Regions from separate parts of the Hordeum vulgare genome. Here all the other regions are linked to region 2. Evidence: chromatin contacts called from public Hi-C data. All regions are on one chromosome and are shown on one strand. Each heading gives the region's core, a stretch centred on a gene start, on an enhancer-like site or on the middle of the called end of the contact. The rest is flanking DNA. Distances are from core to core; before and after follow the strand shown.

The links. Hi-C and Micro-C count contacts between places; a contact is called where the count stands out from the background.
Region 1: a Hi-C map of seedling shows a contact between it and region 2, with 2.4 times the contacts expected there. The contact joins the promoter of LOC123439546 here to the promoter of LOC123439547 in region 2. A contact is called at or near these places in 2 of 6 Hi-C or Micro-C datasets (leaf and seedling) and 1 of 1 datasets of contacts at active chromatin or transcription factors (embryo).
Region 3: a contact with region 2 is called in a Hi-C map of seedling, with 3 times the contacts expected there. The contact joins the promoter of LOC123441505 here to the promoter of LOC123439547 in region 2. A contact is called at or near these places in 4 of 6 Hi-C or Micro-C datasets (leaf and seedling) and 1 of 1 datasets of contacts at active chromatin or transcription factors (embryo).

Annotation. Positions count from the first base shown.
Region 1 is chr3H:71,428,062-71,431,293 of MorexV3_pseudomolecules_assembly, forward strand. LOC123439546 reads right to left here and starts at 1,681. Exons shown (of 1, transcript XM_045116249.1): 1 at 1-1,681. The coding sequence starts at 1,388.
Region 2 is chr3H:71,578,290-71,581,446 of MorexV3_pseudomolecules_assembly, forward strand. It overlaps LOC123439547 (transcription factor NIGTH1-like), which reads right to left and starts at 1,395. Exons shown (of 4, transcript XM_045116250.1): 1 at 937-1,395; 2 at 235-837; 3 at 23-99. The coding sequence starts at 1,177.
Region 3 is chr3H:71,733,628-71,737,071 of MorexV3_pseudomolecules_assembly, forward strand. It overlaps LOC123441505, which reads right to left and starts at 2,139. Exons shown (of 12, transcript XM_045117913.1): 1 at 2,073-2,139; 2 at 1,744-1,754; 3 at 1,465-1,506; 4 at 1,307-1,369; 5 at 1,070-1,091; 6 at 891-985; 7 at 496-789. The coding sequence starts at 2,139.

The DNA.
Region 1 (3,232 bases), core at 431-2,930, 150 kb before region 2:
GCGACGCTTCGGCGGGTGGCGGAGAAGGTCGTCTGCACGTACAGGCACACGCGCGAGTGGCATGCCTTCTTGCCGACGCCGAGGCACCCCACCATGCAGAGCTGGCCGGTGGACGGGCGCCACACGCCCTCGGCGGCCAGTGTCATGCTGCTGAGCCCGCTCCGCTTCGCCGCCGTGTACCGGTGCTCCGACGGCGTAACGGCCCGGAACACCGCCGAGACCTTGGCCGATCTCTCACCAGGAACGGTACTCGGCTCGCACCGGATGTCCTGCATGATGATGCTGACATCCTTGAACCCGCCGTCCGTCGCATCCACCGACTTGTCGGTTTCGAACGGCCCGAGCCGCCGGCAGAACGCGTCGGTGGAGTTGCACTTCCAGTTGGGCATGACGGCGAACACGTCCTCCGACGTGAACAGGTCGAGGATGCCGCACAGCGAGCCGCCTCTGTATATCCCACGGCCGTCGCCGAGGATGTCGTCGCGGTAAGGCTGCGGGCTGCACGCCGTGCTCACGAGCTCCTCCGATCCGAACTTGTAGTTGGAGTAGGCGCCCAGCTGCGAGAGCATCGTGACGGCACCGAAGTAGGCGGCGTCCGACTTGCCGTTTGTGCTCGTGAGCTCGCCGCGCACGGCGCGCGTCGTCAGCGTCAGCGTGTTGGGGTACCGGAGCACGAGCAGGATCTTCTTGTCGTGGGTGATTGGCGGCTGGAAGTTGTTGCGGTCGGTGTTCTTGGCCCAGTCCCACGGGTTGGCGGCGTCTTTGCCGCGCCGCGGGAGCACGGCCTCGCCGACCAGGCATAGCACGGTGTCGCCGTCGCCGGTCTCGGTGTACACGCCCTCGAATAGTATCTTCATCTCAGTGCTCCCGGGCCACACCTTGATCTCCGGCGACACGTAGGGGCCCATCTCAGGGGCGGTGCCGTTGCGGGAGACGGCGATGCCGAGGACGCCGCTGACGTTGAGCGCTGTCTTCCCGCGGAGCGCCACGTCGACGTGGGTGAGCATGAACGTGGCGAGCGGCAGCGGGTCAGCCGGCGCCCCTGCCGCGCCGCTCTCCGGCGCGTCGGTGCCGTCGAACGGCATTAGCGGCGCACCGTCGTCGACGTCCTGCTTCCAGTCGCCCTTGACGAAGGACAGCTCCGGCATGAGTGCGGCGGCGCGGTTGGCGTCGAACTTGAGGTCGGCGGCGGCGGAGAGCACGGACCGGCACTGCCGCTTGACGTCGGCGAAGCGCACGTACTCGTGCGGGATGAAGGGCCCCTGCTGCCGCCCGCCGCCCATGGGATCCATCCTTTGCGCGTCCCGGTGGAACGGATCAAACGACGAAGCCACGGCAAATAGCGGCAGCAAGAACGAGCCGACGAACTGCAGCGTGGTCACCGCCATTGCAGCAACACCGCAAGCTAACACTCACAGCTAGAGTGATCTGGTTACTGACCAGAACATAGAAGTTTCTCCAGCCCCTTTGCGCTGCTCGTGAGTGAGTGTCCAAGAAAGAAGTGATCGGTTCGGCAGGACGGCGCTACCTCCTCCGCTCTAGTACGCCGTGCATGGGAATGGATCTCTGACTAGAATGTGCCAGATCTAGAAGAATACCTGTACCAGATGGGATCGTTTGGATTGTGTCAAATAATAATCCATGGATGCTTCGGTTGCATTATTTTTCTTGATGGGCTTCATGGGATTAGGGGACATATTGTAAGTAGTATTGAGTAGCTTGGGTTTGACTTGGCTAGGAAGCGACCCAGAAACAGAGGTTACAGACTGCCACTGGCCGTGTCATGTGGCCACTGTGATGTTGCGAGAGGTTGGCGGGAGTTGACGAGGGTATGGTGCAGGTGGTGCGTGCGACCGCCGCGGCGGGCATCGCGGCCGTTGCTCGGCAGGATCGCATGTGCCCTCTCGGGAGTCGTGGACACAGAGGTGGAGAAACTTGCACTCCCCTCGTTACTGTTTTTTCAGGCAAAAAAATAAAAATAAATACTAAACACACGGCCTATTACGCGTGGTCATTGCATCTTAGAGCAAGTCTAGTAGAGCCCTCAAATCCTCAAACCCTTAAAAATAACCGTTTTTTTTACAATTTTCGTCGGAAGGAAACGATAGACTAGAACCCCTAAACCCTTAAATCCGTAAAATAATTTAGAGGTCCAACCCTCAAACTTGTTTTGAACCTGTAGAAGTGAGGGTTGGGATTTCTCCTCCCAACCCGCACTCCACTTCCTCTCCAGCGCGGGAGGGATTTTCATCGCGCTCCCGTCTCCAGCCGCCGCCTCCTCGCGCCCCCTCGCCGCCATGGAGGCCCCCGCCGCCGCCGCGCCCCCGCCGGTCGCCGCGCCCGCTGCCGCGCCCACCCCCGCGCCCGCCCCTGCCCGCCCCGTGCCCGCCCCCGCCACCGTCGGGGCCAAGCGGCGGCGGGCAGGCCTGCCACCGCCTCCTCCCGCGTCTGCCCTGGCCCCCGTCCCCGCCCCGGCTTCTGCCCCCGACGCCGCGCCCGCCCTCAAGAAGAGCCGGCCGAAGGCGGCCTCCCGTGGGCCGCGAGGGGCTGCCTCCAAGGTCGCTGGCGAGTCCTCCGCCGTGACCAAGCCGCGGAAGAAGCTCGCGACGCGGAAGAAGCCCGCTGCCACGCCCGCCGAACCTCCTCCCGTCGCGCACGAGGTGTTCCAGGAAATGACAACCCCATCCTCGTTCATGAACCTCCTCCAAGACGCGGAGGTGGACCTCGGGGCTCCGCCTCTAGAACCCTTTAGGGTTGGTGATGACTTGGAGGAAGATGAGGAGGATGAAGGGGATGACGAGGAGGAGGTGGCCGAGATAGGGGAGGAGGCATTCACCGCCGCTTCCCGCCCACACGCGCGGTCGACAAACTACACCGAGGCGGAAGATATCCTCTTGGTTCGTGCTTGGGCAGCTGTGGGGATGGATGCAACCACCGGCACCGACCAAACCGGTAAACGGTATTGGCAAAGGATCGAGGACAACTATTGTAGGATCAAGCCGAAGAATAGTGGGTTCATCTCTCGCACTTACCGGTCGCTCCAAGGCCGGTGGGAGTTGATGAAGCCCGCTTGTGCTTGTTGGAGTGCGGCCATGGACCAAGTGAGGGATGCACCACCTAGTGGAACCGTGGAGAGTGACTATGTGAGTACATATCTCTTCACTATTTTGATTATGTGTGTGTACTATGCTATTGTTGTGTTCTTATGTGATTATGTGTGGTTGATAGGAGA
Region 2 (3,157 bases), core at 145-2,644:
CTGATGATGAGATTATAATTACCTGGAGATGGCTTTTCACCTCATCATTGGTCAATCCATCCACCTTCATCAACTCGCGGATCTGCTTCGGGGTCGCCACTTTAATCAATTTGCAAACAGAAGAAGGAGATTTAGAATCTGTCTTTAGTACACATGTAATTACGATCCAGCCAGTTAATTTCATGCATCTCCAAATAGTTAGATCATTACATATGGACGTCTGTGTGTGTATACCTTGAGCGCCGCCCAGGATTTGGAGGGCATTGACGAAGCGGCGGTGCAGCTCCGGCGACCAGCACCGCCGAGCCTTCCGGTTCGTCTGCGGAGCGGGTGGCACCGACTGCCCTTCCGGCGCCGTCGACGTCGGTGGGGCACCGACGTCTCTCCGCGAGACTACAGTGCCGTTGCTGCCGCCGGCGTCGTGGTACGGCTTTCTGTCAGCCTCCCGGTCCTTCTCCGCGGGCGCGAGCCCGAGCTCCGGCAGCGCCGCGCTCTCCGCCATACAGGCCTTCTCCTTGCTGAACGGGAGGAAAGCACCGCCGCCGCCGTCGAGGGCGCCGAGCATGGGGCTCGTGTCCAGCGGGTGCTCCGAGCGCTCCTTGGGAGTCTGCGGGCCCTTGGCCGCCGCGTCCCCCGTAGCCGGCCCGTTCCACAGCTGCGCCGACACCATCCAGCTCGCCTTCTCTGACGGCGCGTTCCCGGCCGCCTTCTCCGCCTCGTCGATCCCGATGTTCTTCAGCGGTATGAATTCCTCGAGCACCAGCGGCGCCCTCGCCGCCGCAGCGCCATGGCTCCCCATCTGGCACGCTTCCAGCTGCTGCCTGTACGCCTCCATAGCTGCACCCACACATACATTATACAGTCAGGCAGAGCTCCATCGCCTTCTACGTAAGCTCGCATCGCATGCATAGGCAGTTCGGCATGCACGTTCATTACCTTGGTTGAGCAGCTGCATGCAGAGCGGGAGCTCGCGCTTGAAGGCGTCGATCTTGAGCCGCTCGTCGTCGAGGCGGGCCAGGAACTCCTGCAGCTTCTGCGTTGTGGCCTGCTCCGGCGTAAGATGATGGCGGTGGTCCACAACCGGCGACGCCTGCTTCGGGTAGCCGCCGCTGGCAGCCGCCGTGCCGTTGCCGTTGGGCGTGTAGTCTAGGGTTAGGTCAGACGGCGAGGAATCCATGTGTGTGTGTGTGTGTGTGAAGTGGTGAAGCTAGCTATAGTGAGGTGCTAGGGAAGCTCCAGTATATTACTTGGATATCAGGTGTGTGTTTGTGTGTGGATGGGGGATCGGGGGGTGGAATCGGCTTGTTTTTAAGGGTGATTTCTGGGAGGGAAGAGAGAATAAAGTCCGATTTAGAGGGGGTGAAAAGGAAAAGTTCTCTCCCTGTATGTATGTGTGTGTTTGATATACTCCTACTTTGATCTAGGGTACTGTTACTACTGTAGACCAACAGACCTGCAGGCTAGACTAGAGGGATAAAGCCAAGGACATGGTAACTTCTTGCAAAGATCAAAGGATGCAAAAGCTAATCCTCATGCATGCAGGAGGTTTCATGTACTACAAGGTGGTGCAGTAGGATATAGCCGTAGCTAGGCGACCACACAGATGGGGTCATGTGGTTTCTGGTCACTGCACTGTATGTACACCGAGTACCATTTTAACAAAAAGATCAAATGAATGAACCTAGCTAGTTGCTTGTATATGCACATATATGCATGCCACTGAAAGTAGCATATACATCAAATATCTGTGGACATCATGCATGCATGCATGAAAATATGGAAACCTTTGGTTTGTTGGCTATGTCTTGTCATGCTGAAAGTCTGGCCATTCATGCAGCGCCACATGGATGTATTTTCCTTGGTCAATCTTTTCACATGGATGCCTCATTTTTGTGGTAGATTAAACTTTACAATCGGTTTTACGGCAAGGAATCAACCCATCACCCATAGGAAGTTAGCTTAGCCTGGCTGGTTGCTCCTGATTCAAAAGAATTAAAGGCGACCTCCTCAAAGTAGTCCAAAGAGAACCTTGCAAGTCTAAGAAGGAACCAGCAAGGTGTCTTGAAGAATATTTTTACCTTTACCATTAACAATATTGAATGGTTTCAGACGCTCGCACGAAGGGATAATCACCAGATATACCTAGCTAGCCGGATGGGAATCACACCATCCTCTACTACTTGCACTAACAAAAACCAAAAGGAGGCAAGCAAATTCATCATACACCTAATTGATAACATCTAAAGAAAACATATCAATGCACAGATGCTCGCACACAGTGGCAACTTTTGTTTTCTGGGGTTCCGGTGAATGATTCCTGCATGATTAATCAACGGAGAGGAAATGGTAAAAGGGGTACTAAAGCATATACTCCACACACAACTTCAAGCCCTCAAAGATATGCAAAGATTCTTCTCCTCTTTGCTTTGAAAAGGGTGGCGCATCCCTTCACACACAAGCTCCTCTTCTTCATCCATCTTCTTGCTTAATTAGCAGTTTGTATGTGCAAGAACACATGTGTGCATATGCCTCAAGAACTACCACGTACTGGTACTGGCGGTGCACTTTGCATTCGCAAGGGAATATATTAGCATGGCTGAAGCAAGGAATATCTTAGGCTTTGGGGGGTATCAAACATACAGCACACACAAAGAAGGACACAAAGGGAGGAGACATGGAGTGTGCTTTAGAGAGAGAAAGAGGGGCCGGCTGGCCGGGGGTGTGAGTGAGAATCTCCCCTGCTGCTACTACTCCTAGCTTTTTGAGGAAGTGGGCAGGAAGCTAAGAAGATTCCCCTCCTCTCTCGCTCTCTCTCCATACACACAGCTTGTGTGATACTACCAGGGGTAGAGAGAGAGAGAGAGAGAGAGACAGGAGAAAGGTGTGTGTGAGAGTATTTGCATGGTGCATCGAATTCCCTGTGCAATAATTAGGGTTGGTCGCTTTCTTGGGGCAGTCTTCAGGTACAAGACTCCAATCCCTGCCTTTTTCCCGGGATTCTCTATCTGTACGAACATTAGCTAGTATGGTACTGTACTTACGTATACCATGCATGCATCCAGCCTTGAAGACGTACATACATATATATATATATATTCACCGATGAAATACAAACTAAAATTCTCCATTCGAACCATATTACTTCTCGTTTAAACGA
Region 3 (3,444 bases), core at 889-3,388, 160 kb after region 2:
GAATGTCAATCATATATGTGCATGGCATCTTCCTTAAAAAGCCTATGATCTAATTTTGTTTGTCAAAGACGCTTCCTTCTGAATTTATTCACTTATCTGCTAATATACGAGTGGGGCTCCATGCAAGTGTTTCTCAAGTTACAAAAAATTGTACAACCTATAAAAGTATTTTTGTAACTTGAAACATATGCTGTTTTACTATCTAATGTCTGACAGCCTTCCATGTGTTGATCTGCAGACTGGGACAATAGAAATAGCTAGGAAGATCAAAATATCAAAGTATCCGTACAAGTTCTAAAGTAAACCTCATGCTTGCACTTGCCTAGTTTCAGAAATGGGCTAGCAAATAAAAGCTTAACTATATAACTGAAAGGTCTAATCCATTTTTAGTCAACATCTCCTAGGGCTGAATTTGAAATCACTCCAAATAAGAAGAAATTAAACAAAAAATGGAAGGACACTCATGACGAATAGATAGCAATACATAGATATTACCTTGGAAATGTGCACCCCCGGGCTTCTATGAACTCTAAACACTTGATACAAATGAACGCACCAAAGGTTAATGATGTGCAAAGACCACATCACAACATTTGAAGATTGAGAATAATATGAAACACATACCATGTTGGTCACAAGTTTCATGAGATAATAAGAAATACACATAGTGTTGTAACTTAACTCTGCCGTCGTCGACTGGCAAGGCTGAGAAGTAGCTCCCATGCCCCCGCACCTTCCCGACATCATGGAAACCACGTCGACGATGGCGGCAGACGATGGTTCTAAAACCTGTACCATGGATATTCAGGATGTCATAAGCTGGAAGGATCAAAACATAAATATAAGTATTGGGCCCTGAAAATATGTGGTGCTACACCGAAATCACTTACCTTGATCTCTGGACTAATTTCAGAGTAGTGGAGCGCAATGTAATTCCACAACCAGGTGGATGTACCACACCGCTCCCATCCTCTGCCCGAAGGCTCTTCAAATCAAGATTGGATCTCGTCACCAAATCACCGTGGTCTCCGACGAGATTGAGAAAACAGAGTAGCACCCATTGTCTTACTTGCAGAAATATCATCAAATACCTAGCATACAACCACCCGTGCATTTTAACTCTCCTGGTGGGGAGGAAGTAGGACTTTGACGGGGATGTTTCATGTGCGCCATGCTTGGAGTAGAGGAGCAATCACAGGGGTGTGAAAGGTGCCTCTTCTCAAACCACAGAGAGTAGATCAAACAACTGCAGTCTAGCATTTAAGTATACATAATCTAAAATGTAATCGATCTTTCATCTACTCACCACAATGTTGGGGTGTGAAAGGTTCTTGAGGAGCTTCACTTCCTCAAGTTCTCTTATATACGCCTAATCCTAGAAACAAAATCCACAAATCACCTCACATGAAGAAAAACCTCAACGACTAAACTGGCAACCAAAATGGTTGGAGAAGTGCTACTCACTTGGCCTTTCGCCCAGGTCGCGTTGGTGCTCCCGATCAGAACCTGAAACCAAAAATCAAACAAGGGAGAGAAGTTAGTCCGACAAATGACCCCAGGTATCCACACAGCACAAACCAGATCACCAAATCGCAAAAATCCCGGCATCTGTTTTACTGTGAGGAGCTCGCCAGTGTCCAGGTTCATCCCGAAGTAGACCTGCCCCAATCCCGGAACGCGCCGGAGCCGATCTTGTCGGTGATCGATTCGCCTAACGTACTTTTATGTATGTATCTAAATTACCTCGGGGGCCTCTGCGCCATCAGCAGTTGCCAGTTACAGCTTTAGGATATGTATATAAGTTTTTTAGTCTGAACATTACTGTACTCTACTATACTTGACGATGAACTAACAATACTTAACACTGGACAGACAACAAGAACACCTCAAATCAAATACGAATATGACACGAAGAAGACAACAAGAACGGACGGAGAAAGGAGGGAGAAAAGAAATGATATCCTGCACATCTCTCAATTAGTACGTACTTACTCCTGCAAATCAAATCATGCGGCGACAAGTAGCTCACTAATCGAGGGCACACAACAGAGCAAAGAACATAGGTGTCTCACCGTCGGTGAGGACGACGGCGGTGCGCGCCGCCGCGAAGACCAGCAGGAGCAGCATGGCACAACGCATCGTGTCGTCCTTCTTCGTCTCTCCCTCTCTCTCTCTCTCTCTCCTTTAATTTGCCGCTTGGAGCTCCAACTCACTGACCATCAGGTTTGGATGAGATGAACGGAGTAGCACGGCCACACTTTTATAGGCCAGCTCGTCTAAGCGGCCTCTACCCACGTCCCCGTCGGTGGGCATGGGCATCGGCGGCAGCAGGCCGCGCGGCGGCGAGGGGCTCTTCTCGAGATGAGCCCAAGCAGCCCCACCCCCCTCGACTTGTGGAGGCAGGAGATGACCCTCCACAAGAGGTGATGCGGACGCTGATCCCGCCAAAGGGCCCGACGGAGTGCTCCGGGGCGGCGCCGCTGGTGCCGAAGTTGATGAATCGCCGCACGGAGTCGAATAAATCATGGAGTGCGACCCCGCTGCCGCTCGAGGGAGGAAATGGACCCTACCAGCGCCGATGCAGGCCAAGCCTGTTGCGTCCCGCGTTGCCGCCGCCGCCGCCGCCGCCGCCGCAGGTCTGGTTTGCCATGTGTGTAGCAGACGTCTGAATCGGATGTGGGATAGGAGGGGAGGGGCGGTTGAGGGGAGGGGCGGGGCGTGAGGGGCATCGGAAGTTGAGAACGTGGAGAGAGGAGGGATTAGTAGTGTTTCGTTAGCGATTGACGAAGCCAGTTTTGTTAACGACGTATTTAAGCACTTGATGATGTAATTAGACGGTGCAGATCTTAAATTGGATCTGCCCTTTTTATTAGTAGAGATTAGACCCTGTTTGGAACGACCCAAATTATATAATCCAGTTTTTATAATCTATTATGTCTATAAACATAACAGCTTATGGTATAGATTATAAAAACTAGATGGATAGATTATTAAAAACTCATAATCTACTCTATACCAGCTAAAATCAGATTATGGATTGTTAATGACGCATTACCCTTATAAAGTTGAAGATAATTACATTCCTACCATCGCCATCCTTCTCTTTTTTCAAAAAAAAAAACAGAGGACAGACAGGTCATTATGCAATGTAAAACATTTATTACAGTTTATATAATCTGGCCTCCAAACATGTCCATTTAAATTATTTTTATAAACCAGATTATATAATCTATCTTCATAATCCAGATTATCATAATCTATTATGGTTTCAAACAGAGTCTTAGTCTACTTGGTTTTTATCTTGGTCGTGTGACGTTTTCGTTAGCAGAATGGGTTTACTTGCAGGAAACCATCTTATTGAGTGGTGTGTGATTTTCCTGACATGTGCGCAACGTGTCAGCTGGTTTGCTTGGCTTGGTGTTTATATGAAAAAAATTATATATA